Linked DNA regions of Mus musculus: region 2 is linked to region 1. The links are chromatin contacts, called in public HiChIP or PLAC-seq maps. All regions are on one chromosome and are shown on one strand. Each heading gives the region's core, a stretch centred on a gene start, on an enhancer-like site or on the middle of the called end of the contact. The rest is flanking DNA. Distances are from core to core; before and after follow the strand shown. Region 1 has its middle 37 kb from the start of Gm52008. Region 2 has its middle 17 kb from the start of 4930465M20Rik.

Region 1 (6,070 bases), core at 2,410-4,909:
ACATGCAGTTTTGTTTTTGTCTTGGAAGCATCAACAAATATTCTTTAGGGTAGACGATCAGGCAAAAGTTTTCAATTTCAGACAAACTTTAGTTTGAAACAAGGAGAAGGAGAGTTACCATGGAGACCGAGGTTGTGGTGAAACTGAGCTTTGAACATGAGCCTGCACAGCGACATCTCTAGGTTTAGTTGACCTGAAGGGCTATGCAGCACACTGACCCTGCCTGGCAGCAGTGGTCTGTGTGTCCAGGTCCTCAGCAAAAGCCCTAGTGGGTTTTCTGCAAAAGAGTAACATGTTCAGTTGACCCCATGAGAAGATAAATCTGACTATGGAGTCAGGGATGCTGATGGAGCCAGTCTGGAGACAAGTCCTACGTCTGACTATGGAGTCAGGGATGCTGATGGAGTCAGTCCAGGGACAAGTCCAGCAGAAGCAAAGCTCTGACAAGAGTACCAGGTGGATCAAGCCCACTCCCAATCCCCTGACACCCAGCTAAAGAGATGTCGGTGTGACTATGTATTATTGTTTTCTGACATCCCATATGTTGAGACTGTCCCCTCCTCCTGGTTAGAAGGAAGTGGGTGTTAGGATCCAGAGTGAGCTGTTTCCTTTGACCCAATGACTCACACTCTACTTCTCAGACTAACTCTTCCAGTTCCCAGTAGATAGCCACAGGCATCAGTCGGATACCGAGGATCAGAACCTGAGCCTTGAAGTTACACAGAAGGCATTGACCTGCTCGTCAATACCTACAGATTCCTGTCCAGGGCTCAGTTTCCCGTCTAATGCAAGGAGGAGGAGTATCTGCAGCTTGTGGCCTTGGTGACGCATCACCTGGGTGCCCTTAACCCCGAGACTGGAGGGCAATAGACTCTCATCTGTCATGGATGTCCTCTATCACCTCGCTGCAATCCTGAAGGCCCAGGCTTTTAGAAAGTCCACAGTCGATAACTTATTTGGCTGTCACAACTAGCCTGACCTGAACTTACTAGGCAGCAAAAATTGACCCAGACTGACACCGGGCTATTTATAGCCCGTGTTTATTTCACTTCATGCACATGTTCATACATTTTCTGTAGAAATATCACTGTGCCTGATTGCAAGGCATGGCCCCAGGTCCCACTGGGGGTGTTAAATAATACTAATGCATGCAACTGCTTACATTCTAAACGGGAAGCCTTCTGAATGCCAAAGGCCATGTGGCCTTGAGGTTTCTCTTACAGAGTCGTGGATTCGTTCACATGGGATAAAGCTCGCTCTGTTTTGAGGAGTGGCTGGTGGCTTCCTCACTCAGATAAAAAGGAGTTCAGGGCTAGAGAGGTAGCTCTGTTGGTAGACTATGCACCCACTATGTATAATGTACCTACTATGTGTAAACCTTCTGGTCCAGCCACCAGTACCTTAGGCATAAAGCAGATATAGAGGCGCAAAATTGTAAACCAGCACTTGGTGAGCAGAAGCTTAGCCACACAGGGAGTTCAAAACCAGCCTGAAACACATGAGATGCTGTCTCAAATGGTAGCAATAATTGTAATGTTATTAACAACTAGTCAGATGTTTTTAATCCATCAGGTGCATAGGAAGAGAAGGAATTTGGATCTGCAGAAGGGCAGGGTGCCCAGCTCCCTCTCGCCACCTAAGGAGACCCCACCCCCAAAGCTTATTTCCTGTGTTTACCTCCCATTTGCAGGCTGTGAAGAGAGGGCAGGGTGTGTGTGATCATCCCTCCTCTCAAAGATGAGAGAAACTGAGGCTCAGAGTGTCCCAGTGACTTGCCAGAGACATCCCCTCAGCTGGAGAAGAACAGATACCCATGTGGTTGGAATGCCAGAAGCTAGGCTCTGGGCCCAAAGCCTTGTTTCTTTGGGTTATGTGTTGAGTGCATTTTTTTGAGCACACAGGAAGTGCTCAGTAAACGCACTTGCAGTTGGACTATTTCTTTTTACATTTCCCCATCCAGCCCTCATCTCCTCCATCACCAGGAGGGAGGTAAGGTGAGCCAAACTGAAACCACAGACAACGCTGTTAAAGTGGTGTGTATCAGAAACACGGCATGGTAGAAATGTGCTGTCTGTCTGTCCTTCACTCAGTCTGATTGATTAAGCAATACGAGGTTCTCTGAAATGTCCTCCCTTCAGATAAATAACCAAGGCGTTAGGCTGAATCTGACTTGTAAGTTGTGATGTAATGGGAAAACACCTCCCGTGAAACCGGCAGGGTGAAGGCCAGCAGAGGTTTCTGGATCACAGAGGAAGGGCTTCATTCAGGGACCATTTCATCCCCCGCTCCTCTGAGCCCCACTGTGGGCCCTCACGCCGGGGCATTTCAGAAGCTCTGTGTGTTCATTCCTGGAATCTTCTTGCCTTTCATCTCGTTTGCTGTGTACAGTAGCTCGCCTGTCCCCATCCTTCCGAGAATGTCTCAAGCCCTGCCTTGACTGTAAAGCCCTGGGTCCTTCTCATACCTCTCTCCTACCTCTTTCTCTGTGTCCAGGAGCTGTAGTCAGAGTCATGGTACCAATGACCTGGGCATGGGAAGCCCCGAGCTCTGGTTCTCTCTCTTCTTTCTTCAAGGGTGCTATCACATGGAAACTTTGTCTTTAACTCTTAGTTCTTCATAGATGCAAACAGTCAGTTTCGTCTGCCCGATGCTGTTCTCCTATGAGGAAGCATGGGTACCACATTATCTGAGGAAGGCAGAGCACTCTGTGTGAGGTGTGTGGAGCCCCGCAGCTATCATCTGCTCTATGGCTTTCCATTTTTTACTTCCTAGCTCTTGATTGTTTGATGGTCGAGTGTCCTTTTGAGACCATATGGCACCAGAGTCTCCTTTCTCGCCTTGAGACACACACACACAAGGAGTTATGCCTTTCTTACTGTTATCGAGGGTCAGTGATTTTTCAGAGTCCCCCCTTCTTCCAGTTCGGGCTTTTCAGTGTGGCCTTTTGGGCAACTGCTGCTGTATACCTGAGGGTTAGCTTGAATGTATATTCCAAGCTTTGTGTGTACATTGAAGCAAGATAGGTGGGAAGGAAGGGCAGCCACCCTAACCTCATAGTCTGATGGTTTTGGGGCTCAAACCTGGGGTCAGGTTGTGATTAGGCTACTTATCAGAGCTTTATGGGTTTCCAATAAACAGATGGATGGGTGGTAGAGAGCACTGAGGTGGACAGTCAGATCTGGGGTGACCTAAGACTTAGATAAGAGACAAAAATTGTCAACATAGGCTCATGGTTGGTCCTAAATGTCCAAGCCCTGCAAAGGTCAAGACCCTTCTAAAAAGACCTCACACAAGCCTAGCTTTTAGGATGGACTTTGTCCCTTTCAGGCTGCCCAGGAAGGGTCAGAGATGGGGACTTTTGTCTGTGAGGACATTCTCTTTCCTTGCGAGTCACTGGCCTTCTAACATCCTATATGTGATTTCTGAGTGCCTGACAGGCACAAATTACTTTTAGTGAATTCATAGAGCGTGAACAGAACTCCAGCACTCTTCTCCTGGTGGGACTTTCCACGGGTTGACCCGAGCAGGTTTCTATAAAGAAGTGACAACTTGCCTGGAGGCCCTTATCCCCCGACTGGTAGGGACAAAGCTGCAAAGTGCTATATCATCTTCCTCTCCCCTCCTCAGCCTCCCCACCCCACCTCAGGGAGGGCGCTTACTGCTGGGCCTGGCGCCAGAGGAACTGGTGGTTGCTTTTGTGGTCACCCAGCAGTTTTATGAAGGCCCTTGAGGTACTTCAAGTACCAGGTGGCCCCAGTGTGGTTAAACTGTCTGGGGGCCGAACTCTGTCAGTGGCCACCTGAGAAGCGCAGGGGCCTGAGGGTGAGAGCTGTTCAGTTGGCTGTGGTGATAATTACATAACACAGGGAAGGCACAAATGGCCATTGTCAAGTGCACACTCACGTATGATAAACGAGCGCATTCCCAGTCTTCTGGGGCATTTGATGGGCACGACCTGGTTTGCAGAAACTATTCCTTTGTGGAAGTCACACCAACCCCCTGGGTACGTTGTTTTCCAGAGTTGCCCAGATGTAGAAGCTGGCTGTCCAGGGTTCACCTGTCATGGAGCCTTTGGTGAGCTGTGTGAGAGTGTTCTTCATCACAGACCCCATGAGCCAAGAGTACTTTTGTTATGTGGGCAGTGACACCGGCAGCCCTGAGTCCAGTAGGGGACAGTCTTTCTGGGCCCTTAAGCTCTCAAGCAGGCGTGAGGCAGAGAGTTATCTGCCTCTTGGTCTTCCTAGCTGATGTGCCATAGAGTGTGTCTCAGGCTGTAGTCAGATTGCAGAGTCGCTCAGATCCCTTCTCAAAGTACTTGGAAGCTTCAAGAAGACGTTTCAATACGATCTTCTCCTGCTTTCAATCCTTTGATCTTCCTTCTAGAATGGCCTTTCTCAATCTTCCTAATAACCTTTTCATAACCCTTAAATAGATTTTCTCATTTCCTGATGCCACTCCAACCATCAAATTATGTCATTGTTACTAATCTTGCTAGTTATGAACGTTAATGTACATGGATGGCATGCAGGTCTTCTGATATGCAACCCCTATTGAAGGGTCCTTCCATCCCCCACTAAAGGGTAGGGACTTTTAGTTTGAGACTGTTATAAAAGCATTGATCATAGTCTGGCATAGACCAGCAACCAGGAAGACATACAATTAAGGACATATGTGTGCATACGTCACATGTATACACAAGCACCTGCATGCCTATATTTGCATACAAACACACACGTATACACATGCATGCACATCAACACAAAAACACAGACACAGACATACCTTCCACCCTGAAAGTCAAACACACCCCCTCCTCCATGGAGGAGATCTTTGGTGGGGAAATGCAAAGCAGTTTGTTCAAGGAACATTCCATAGGTGCCCAACACCACGTTTGGCTCTTTGTAAATAATATGCCTTCCTTGAGGCTCCCAGAAAGTTCCCTTCACTAAAAGCTCTTGTTAAAGCTCCTGTCCTAGTGTGGATGTACTTATCATCTTGATTATCTCTTTAGGCTATACACTACCCTCAGTGCAAGAGCCCCCTGACCCCCAACTGTCAATCATTGCAGGGCTACACATTAAGTCAGTCAACAAATGTGTGTGGAGTTTCTAGTCGGTACTTTGTATATAGTGTTATAGCGCTCTCAGGCTAAGTACAGACTCAAGGATCTGATTATAAGTGAATGAATGAATGAATGAATGAATGAGTGACAAACTAGGGAGAGATAAACAGTGGATTCACTGAATTGGAGGCCCTCGACATAGCCCTCAGAGAAGAGGTTGTCTGTGAGCTTGGCACGGAAAGTTAGAACAATTGAGGTGGTCAAGTGTAATGGCTGAAGGCAGAGTCCTGCTTCCCATGAGGGGTCATGTGCACAGAGCTGAGTCTGACTCCTCAGACTTCACATGTCACAGCATTAATTCCTCATGAGGCAGCATGGGGAAGTGGGGCCTGGTGGGAGGTGTCTTAGTCATGGAGCAGAGTTAACCAACGGAGTAGTACTTTTCTGTATATTTATAGCCCACATCCCCTGTTGACATAAAGTCCCTTTTCTCAACTCCACACATGTCCACTCACTTCTAGTTTCTGTTGTCAGTTGAGAGAACATGAGGCCCTCACCAGAGGTGGCTACCCAGTTTTGAATTTTTTACCCTCTAAAAACAAGTTATCCCATGTCCTGTATACTGTTATAGCAGTGAACATGAGGTAAGACCTTCCTCGGTCATAGCGAACAGCTTCATTCGTTCACCCCTCTACATCAGTATTTACAACCATGAGCTAAGAATTTAAAGTCCACATCTCATGGGGGTTATTTAAGCATTAAATAAGCTCATGTATGTAGATACTCAAGTTTATGTTAGAAGGACCCTAAAATCTAGCAGTCTGGCAAGTATTTGGAAATTGTACAAGTACATAAATATATTTATAGCTAAAATAAAACCTCAAGCCAAACAATAGGAGAGAGACAAGGTTGACCCAACTTCACCCTTCAGGGTTCCAACTCTCTTCTGTCCTCTGTAGAAGACTCATGGCAACTTCTTACCAGATGCCCACGTTGGAGGCTGGAGAG
Region 2 (6,070 bases), core at 1,477-3,976, 600 kb after region 1:
ACATGGCAGGCTGAGAGACAACAATCATCTGACCACTGCACCACAGGCCACTGCCCTTGATGGTTGCTGTACCCGTATGTCAAGGTCATGGACGGGACTATCATCGACAGCCACTCTGCAACTCAGCCAAGCAAATGTAAATTAATGAAAGTCCAAGACCCCTGTGAAGCCAGGAGGACTCCGACCCCGTGCTGAGCATGTCCTACACTTAATTATTTGATAGGCTCTGACATCAGCAACCACAGGCCCTTTGCTAAAAGTTAGCAACCAGAGTAGCAGGTACAGCTGACAGTGGGATGTCCCCAACCACTGTCAGATCTGTGAACCTCTTCCTGTGTACCTCAGAGCAGGGTGGGAATGGAGAAACATCCACCCATCTCACCCCTGACCTGAGACTAGGAGACCCCAACTCTATGCTAAGGAGGCATGGCAGGGAAAAGTATTATTCCTATTGGTGCTAAGATTAGGGGAAAGCCTAGAAGCAGAGAGATGCTTAGCGTATGTGACAACCTACGCACAATCCCCAGGACCAGGAAAAGCAGACACTAGTGGTTCTGTCATTGATGTCTCTAGGAATGGCCCTCCCAGGCCCACCCACATCCTTCCATCTTCTTCTCTCTCCAGCATATATGGCAGTTAGGTGCAGGTAGAATTGCAAGCCTATAAATATCCTGGAGACAGAGTGGGTAGGCCTCACTTCTGGCTCATTGTACGCAGGTGGTGAGGTGCTTCAACATCTCTATCCTTTTGAATGCTCTGCTGTGGGATCATGACAACAGGAACTCACAAGGCCCGCTGTGTGTCCAACCTGAGTAACCTCCCCGCAAGTGCTGACTGCTGACACGGTCCTTCAGGTTAACCCGAAGAGGAAGAGCAACTCCAAGCACATGCAAAACAACCGTGCTACCCAGAGTCAGCCCCCATAAGTGTTAAGTGCTTCTCCCTTTCCCTTCCCCGCCCTCTTCCCCATCATGGTCTACATCAAAAGGGAACAAAGCTGATTGAGGCCCAACCAGAGCTGGCCACTCTGTGGGCCTAGAGGGAAAATGAGTTAAAGTCCAATTTCATCTGGCCCATAAAAGGCAGGAGGCACACAGTGCACAGTTGAGACACAAAGCCCTGCCCCAGGCTAAACAGCACCTTTAACAGAATGGTTCCCATGTCCCTGCTACTGCAACCAAAGAGGGCAATGACCGTGGTGCCCAAGTTACCCTCCAGGGTGGGAGGGAGGCAGTGATAGTCTGATCACATGAGGTCTAAAGCAGGTACGGGAGCCAGAGGGCGTCGAGACTGAACCAGTGGCCACTTTCCTCGGTGCCAATGAGGGTTTTCCCAGAGTCTGCACCTTCAATGACTCAGCAAAGAGATACACATGGAGAAGACACTGAGAGATACAGAAGACAGAGAAGGTACAGGAAAAGTAGACGACGGGAGTCAGGAAGGAGGAGGAGAAGGGTGGGGTCAGAGGAGGGGAGGGAGGCAGGTCATTTGGGAGTTGGGAAAAACTGAATCCATTCTTCCCCAACCACTCAGCTCTTTGCCCTGCAAACATGGGCTACCTGCCCATGGGATTCCTGACCATGGAACTCTCTCCATGTGCCTTCAGAGTCATTGCCAGGGAGGCACGGGTCGCAGCCTTGGCCAGAAGCCTTGGCTCGGAGCTAAAGCATCATCCTGCACGCCAAGCTGGACAACAGTGAACAAGGTGTACTAGTGTTCTTTACAACTCCATCTCCCCATCAGAAAAGGTGGAAGGCCGAAAGCCAGGACTTCTACTCTCACCCAAAAGGAGATGTCTTAGCGGCTACTTCCAGGCTCCCTACTGGGATCTCTCCCGATCTAATTCACAGGCTCAATTTGGCCCTAATACCCACTAGGTAATAAATCTCCCACACACATACACACTGGTGTAAACGGCCCCTGGTCCCAAGGGAGGCCTGCTGAGCTCACATCCACCCTCTGGTGTCCTTGAGGACGGTGCTACATTCACAGTGGTGGCCCTTCACTCTAGGACATCTTCCCTTGGGTTAGATTTTGCTCTCTCTTTGAGAGTTGTTCAAAGTCCGGAGGGTCACCCTCTGCCATCCCTGCCACCTGGTGGGCAGTAGAAGATTGTTATCTGGTACCATTTTGTATACCATCGGTGCCAACTCAATGTGACTCTCACCTCACTCTATCCAGAAAGGCACTGTGGATTCCAGACCGGGAAAACCAAACTTGTCATCTCAACCAGACTGGGAAAAGTTCCCTCACATGTTTTTAAACCTGAGATGTGCATATATACATGCATATATATATATATATATACACACACACACATATATATATATATATCAACTTCAAAGTCAGGAAGCGCTGGGTGCAAATCCTTCCTCCACTGTTCCAAAGCAGAGACTCAGTTTTCTTCCCACGCTGCAAGAGAAGCAGACAACTGCCTCCCTGTGGAGTAGTGGGGGGGGTTGGGGGAGTATGGGGTGAGGGTGCTGAAAGCAAGCTAGCCACAGCCCCCATTCCGCCCCCCATGAGCAGCACAGAAACAAGAGCTTAACTAGGGGCGTAGGGCCTCCCAGAAAAGGTTGAAGCTGTTGTCCAGGAGTTTGGCAGCCAGCTTAGGCGTTTCCAGGAAAAAAAAGAGGGGGGACCTCAGCTCCAGGCCATGGAAAGCTTCTGCCCCAGTATTGAGTCAGCCCTGAGTCATGAGCTGAAAACCCGCCTTGGCTGTAATTAATCCCGGACTGATGACAACTGATTTTCACCCAGTGGAAGAGGCTATCTCAGGTAATTAGGCATAACCTTGTATACTGGTAATATGCCCTTTGTACGGCATCTCTGGCTGCCGTAGCCAGCCAGGCCCTGCCTCCAAAAACAACATCAACACTACCCAACAAGATGTTCCTGATTTCAAAGGATCTCCCTCCCCCCGCAAGCATTTTCGGTGTGAAAAGCTAAATATACAAAGGCCTGTAATTGGTTTGCCCCGATCCTCTGACTCTTCCTCTCTGGGATGATCTGCACTCTGGATGGGGGAGAGGGGGAGGCAGCGTGCAATAAGCACCTGTGTTTGAATGTGACTCTGCCCCATAGTTCAGCTTCACACAGAAATCCGGTCTGCTTTCTGTGGGTTGCACGGGGGGCGGAGCCAACTGATAACGTATGCATCTATTCATTCCTCTCATTTCAGCCACTGGGCCCCACTGGCCTCCAGGCTTGGTCAGATAGTAAGCTGAGATGCACGATGGGTGGAAAGCCCCTCTGATCACTTGCCAGACTTGGTTAACTAGCCCAGGTTCATTCAGAAAGCTGAGAAAGAAACAGAATGAGGGTGGTTTGTCCAAGTCTCCCCTTCTGCTTAGAGGCCCCCAAATTCCTCGCTGAGCCTGGTGCCCCTTCACAGGCAAAGCAACAGTTCCTGCTTCCCTGAGGCACACGGGAGAGTCCTGTCTCCACAGAGGCCAGGGACACTCCTGTCAGAGCTGTGCTTGCACAACCAGGGTTTCCCTTGCCAGGCCCCTGACTAACTGTGGCCCCACCATCCAGGCCCTGCCCCAACTGCTGGACGCTCCCGTCCCGGGTTCCCACGACTCAGGCTGCTCTCCCAGGACAGCACTGTGTTCCTTGACATGTCAGATGTTGCAATGCCCAAGCAGATGAGGCAAGAGGGACAATGGGTGCCAGGCCAGCATTTCCAAAGAAGCTCCACAGAAAGTTCCAAAAGCCCCCGCTCCCCTCGTCCCCTGCCCCTCTCTTTTTTCAGCATCAAGATTCCCTGCTTTTGTCTTTAACCATCTCAACAGAGTCTCGAAAGACAGTTTAGGCTGGCTGAAAAGCTAGCTCCCTGGGCCAGTCAGCATGCCTTTGCAACAGGATCTGAGGGTTTGGGTCTGTAGTCCAAGCTCTCTTGGGACCAGTGGTAATAGTAACACAGGCTAACTGCTGGCCAGCTTGTGCTATACAGATCTGCACACGGGAAGGATACAGCAGTGTAATCGTTACGACCAGGACAGGAAGCAGGTAGGCCATCACTACCCCTGCTCTCTAATCAGGCAGACTGAGACGCAGAGGCGAGAAAGGTCCAGCCCCAAGCCATGCAGGGGAGGGAGGGGACACCTTAGTGTCCTGTCCCCCTCCAGCTTTGCTGCCCATTTAACCCTTTGCCTCTATAAACATCAGCTTTGTGTCTATGAGATGGGACACACCATGCTTCCCTTTTGGTAAATGAGAACCCCAGCATTCCCCAGAGACCTAGGAATTCTCTCTTCTCTTCAGCCCATTCACGAATGCTCCCCAACCAGGCCATCACCCCTGTGCAGCAGATATAGCAGAGAGTGGCTTTTGGTAGAACATGGTGAGTCTATCAGCCTGCTTCCAGAGGCAAGGTGAGATTTAGTCTGTGGCTGGGTCCACCCTTCGAGAAGAGCCTTCCACCAGCTGGGTTGCTCGCCTCCATACCCGCATAAGAATAAGTCACTTTCTCCTTTACTGCATTCTGTTTCCAAAGCCCAGAGGCTGCTCTTCAGCTAAGTATTGGGCTGGGGATGCAGCTCCGTGATGGAGTGCTTGCTTAGCACACACAAGGTCCTATGTTCAATCTCCAGAGCTAGAAGAGAAAAATCTTATCAAGATATTTGAAGTGTCTGACGGGGGAAGGGGGGGGGGGGATCACCAGTAGCTACTGCTTGAATGAACTCATTCATTCACTTTATTTCATTGATTCACAAATTCCCTCCGAGACTAGCAAATTAGTGTGTGAAGAAGCAAATGACCCAATGTCCAGGAGCTTGGGAGTCAAGAGGTGCACACAGAGCCTGTGCACTGTGTGAGCAGACCGGGATGGTGGGGGGAGAGACATCCTGGCTGCAGGGCAGATACTCAGAACCACTGAGACCCTGGTCAATGGCCTGCAACACTCAACAAAAGAGCATGGAGCTTGGTCCCTCCCTGGTGAGCTAAGAGAACCAGATGGGGTGTGGAACAGCCCAGAACTCATGGAAAACAGCCCTGCAAAGACAAAGATGGCTTCCTAAGGCGTCTCCTCAGACCAGAGCAAAGCCTTAATGGACAGTGAAGAGGAAAGCTGGCTGGGGCCCTGGGCTTGGACACAGAAAGGGCTTGGAAGCCTAGGGGCTGTACTGACTTGTGTTGCTGTAATAAACACTATGGCCAAAAGCAGATTGTAGAAGAAAAGGTTTGTTTCCTTTTTACAGCTCAAAGTCTGTCATGAAGGGAAGTCAGGGCCTGAATTCAAGAAGGCCATGACCCTGGGAGAAGGAACCGAAGCAGAGAAGGAGGAGGAATGCCTGCTCCCCACAGCTTGCTCAACCTGCTTTTTATACCACCCAGGACCACCTGTCTAGGGGCGGTGCCGCCCCCAGAGGGCTGGACTCTCCCATGTCAATCATTAACTAAGAAAATGCCACATAGACTTGCCTACAGGCAATCTGACGGACACATTTTCTCAACTGACGTTCCTCTTCACAGACGGCTCTAACTCGTGTCAAGTTGATATAAAAACTAACCAAACCAGGAGCACACACACAAAAAAGTGGCAGGGGCATGAACCAAGTAGGGCAGGGTGTGGAGAGACAGGGAGGAGGCAGGAGGCGGGGATGGGGCCTGGGCACAGGGCTGCAGAAGAGGATCAGGTGGGAAGGTGGAGGCCGAGCTCAGGTTGGGGCACGTTCACTCTGAGCTGAGGGTGGGACATGCAGATGTCACTTCTTGCCAGGAGTGGAAACCAAACGTGGGACAATAGCCCCAGATAGACATCAGAGCTGAAGACCAAGAATGTGGTTCCACCCTGGGCCAGAGCCCGGACTGGTGTCATCACATCCCTCGGGGCAGAAGTCAGGCCCGATGATCAGAGGGCAACAGTAAGAGAGCCTTGAGGAACCACTGGGTCACCTCATTGCTTAGTGGGGCTGTGCTATGGGCTAAAGAAAAAAAAAGCTACAACCACTCCATTCCAGATGTAACTGGTGCCCGACTACCCGACTGCCACAGCCTAAAGTGTGTCCAGATATGACCATACATACTCAGGGCATGAAGCACCAATGTCCCAGGTGAACCACTG

Evidence for each region. HiChIP or PLAC-seq counts read pairs in DNA pulled down with a chosen protein or histone mark.
Region 2: an H3K27ac HiChIP or PLAC-seq map of double positive thymocytes shows a contact between it and region 1, with 7 times the contacts expected there. The contact joins two enhancer-like sites. A contact is called at or near these places in 4 of 115 datasets of contacts at active chromatin or transcription factors (the SCID.adh cell line, T-cell acute lymphoblastic leukemia, Th17 cells and 1 more).

What each region holds. Positions count from the first base shown.
Region 1 is chr12:107,144,947-107,151,016 of GRCm38.p6, forward strand. No RefSeq gene overlaps it. Among named protein-coding and RNA genes, the nearest start is that of Gm52008, 37 kb to the left of the region's middle. Within about 2 kb of position 3,660, at least 35 of the 459 cell types and tissues checked have an H3K27ac peak or open chromatin away from gene starts, as enhancers often do. A contact at or near this core is called in the SCID.adh cell line, T-cell acute lymphoblastic leukemia and double positive thymocytes, where this site is marked.
Region 2 is chr12:107,749,660-107,755,729 of GRCm38.p6, forward strand. No RefSeq gene overlaps it. Among named protein-coding and RNA genes, the nearest start is that of 4930465M20Rik, 17 kb to the left of the region's middle. Within about 2 kb of position 2,727, at least 64 of the 459 cell types and tissues checked have an H3K27ac peak or open chromatin away from gene starts, as enhancers often do. A contact at or near this core is called in the SCID.adh cell line, T-cell acute lymphoblastic leukemia and double positive thymocytes, where this site is marked.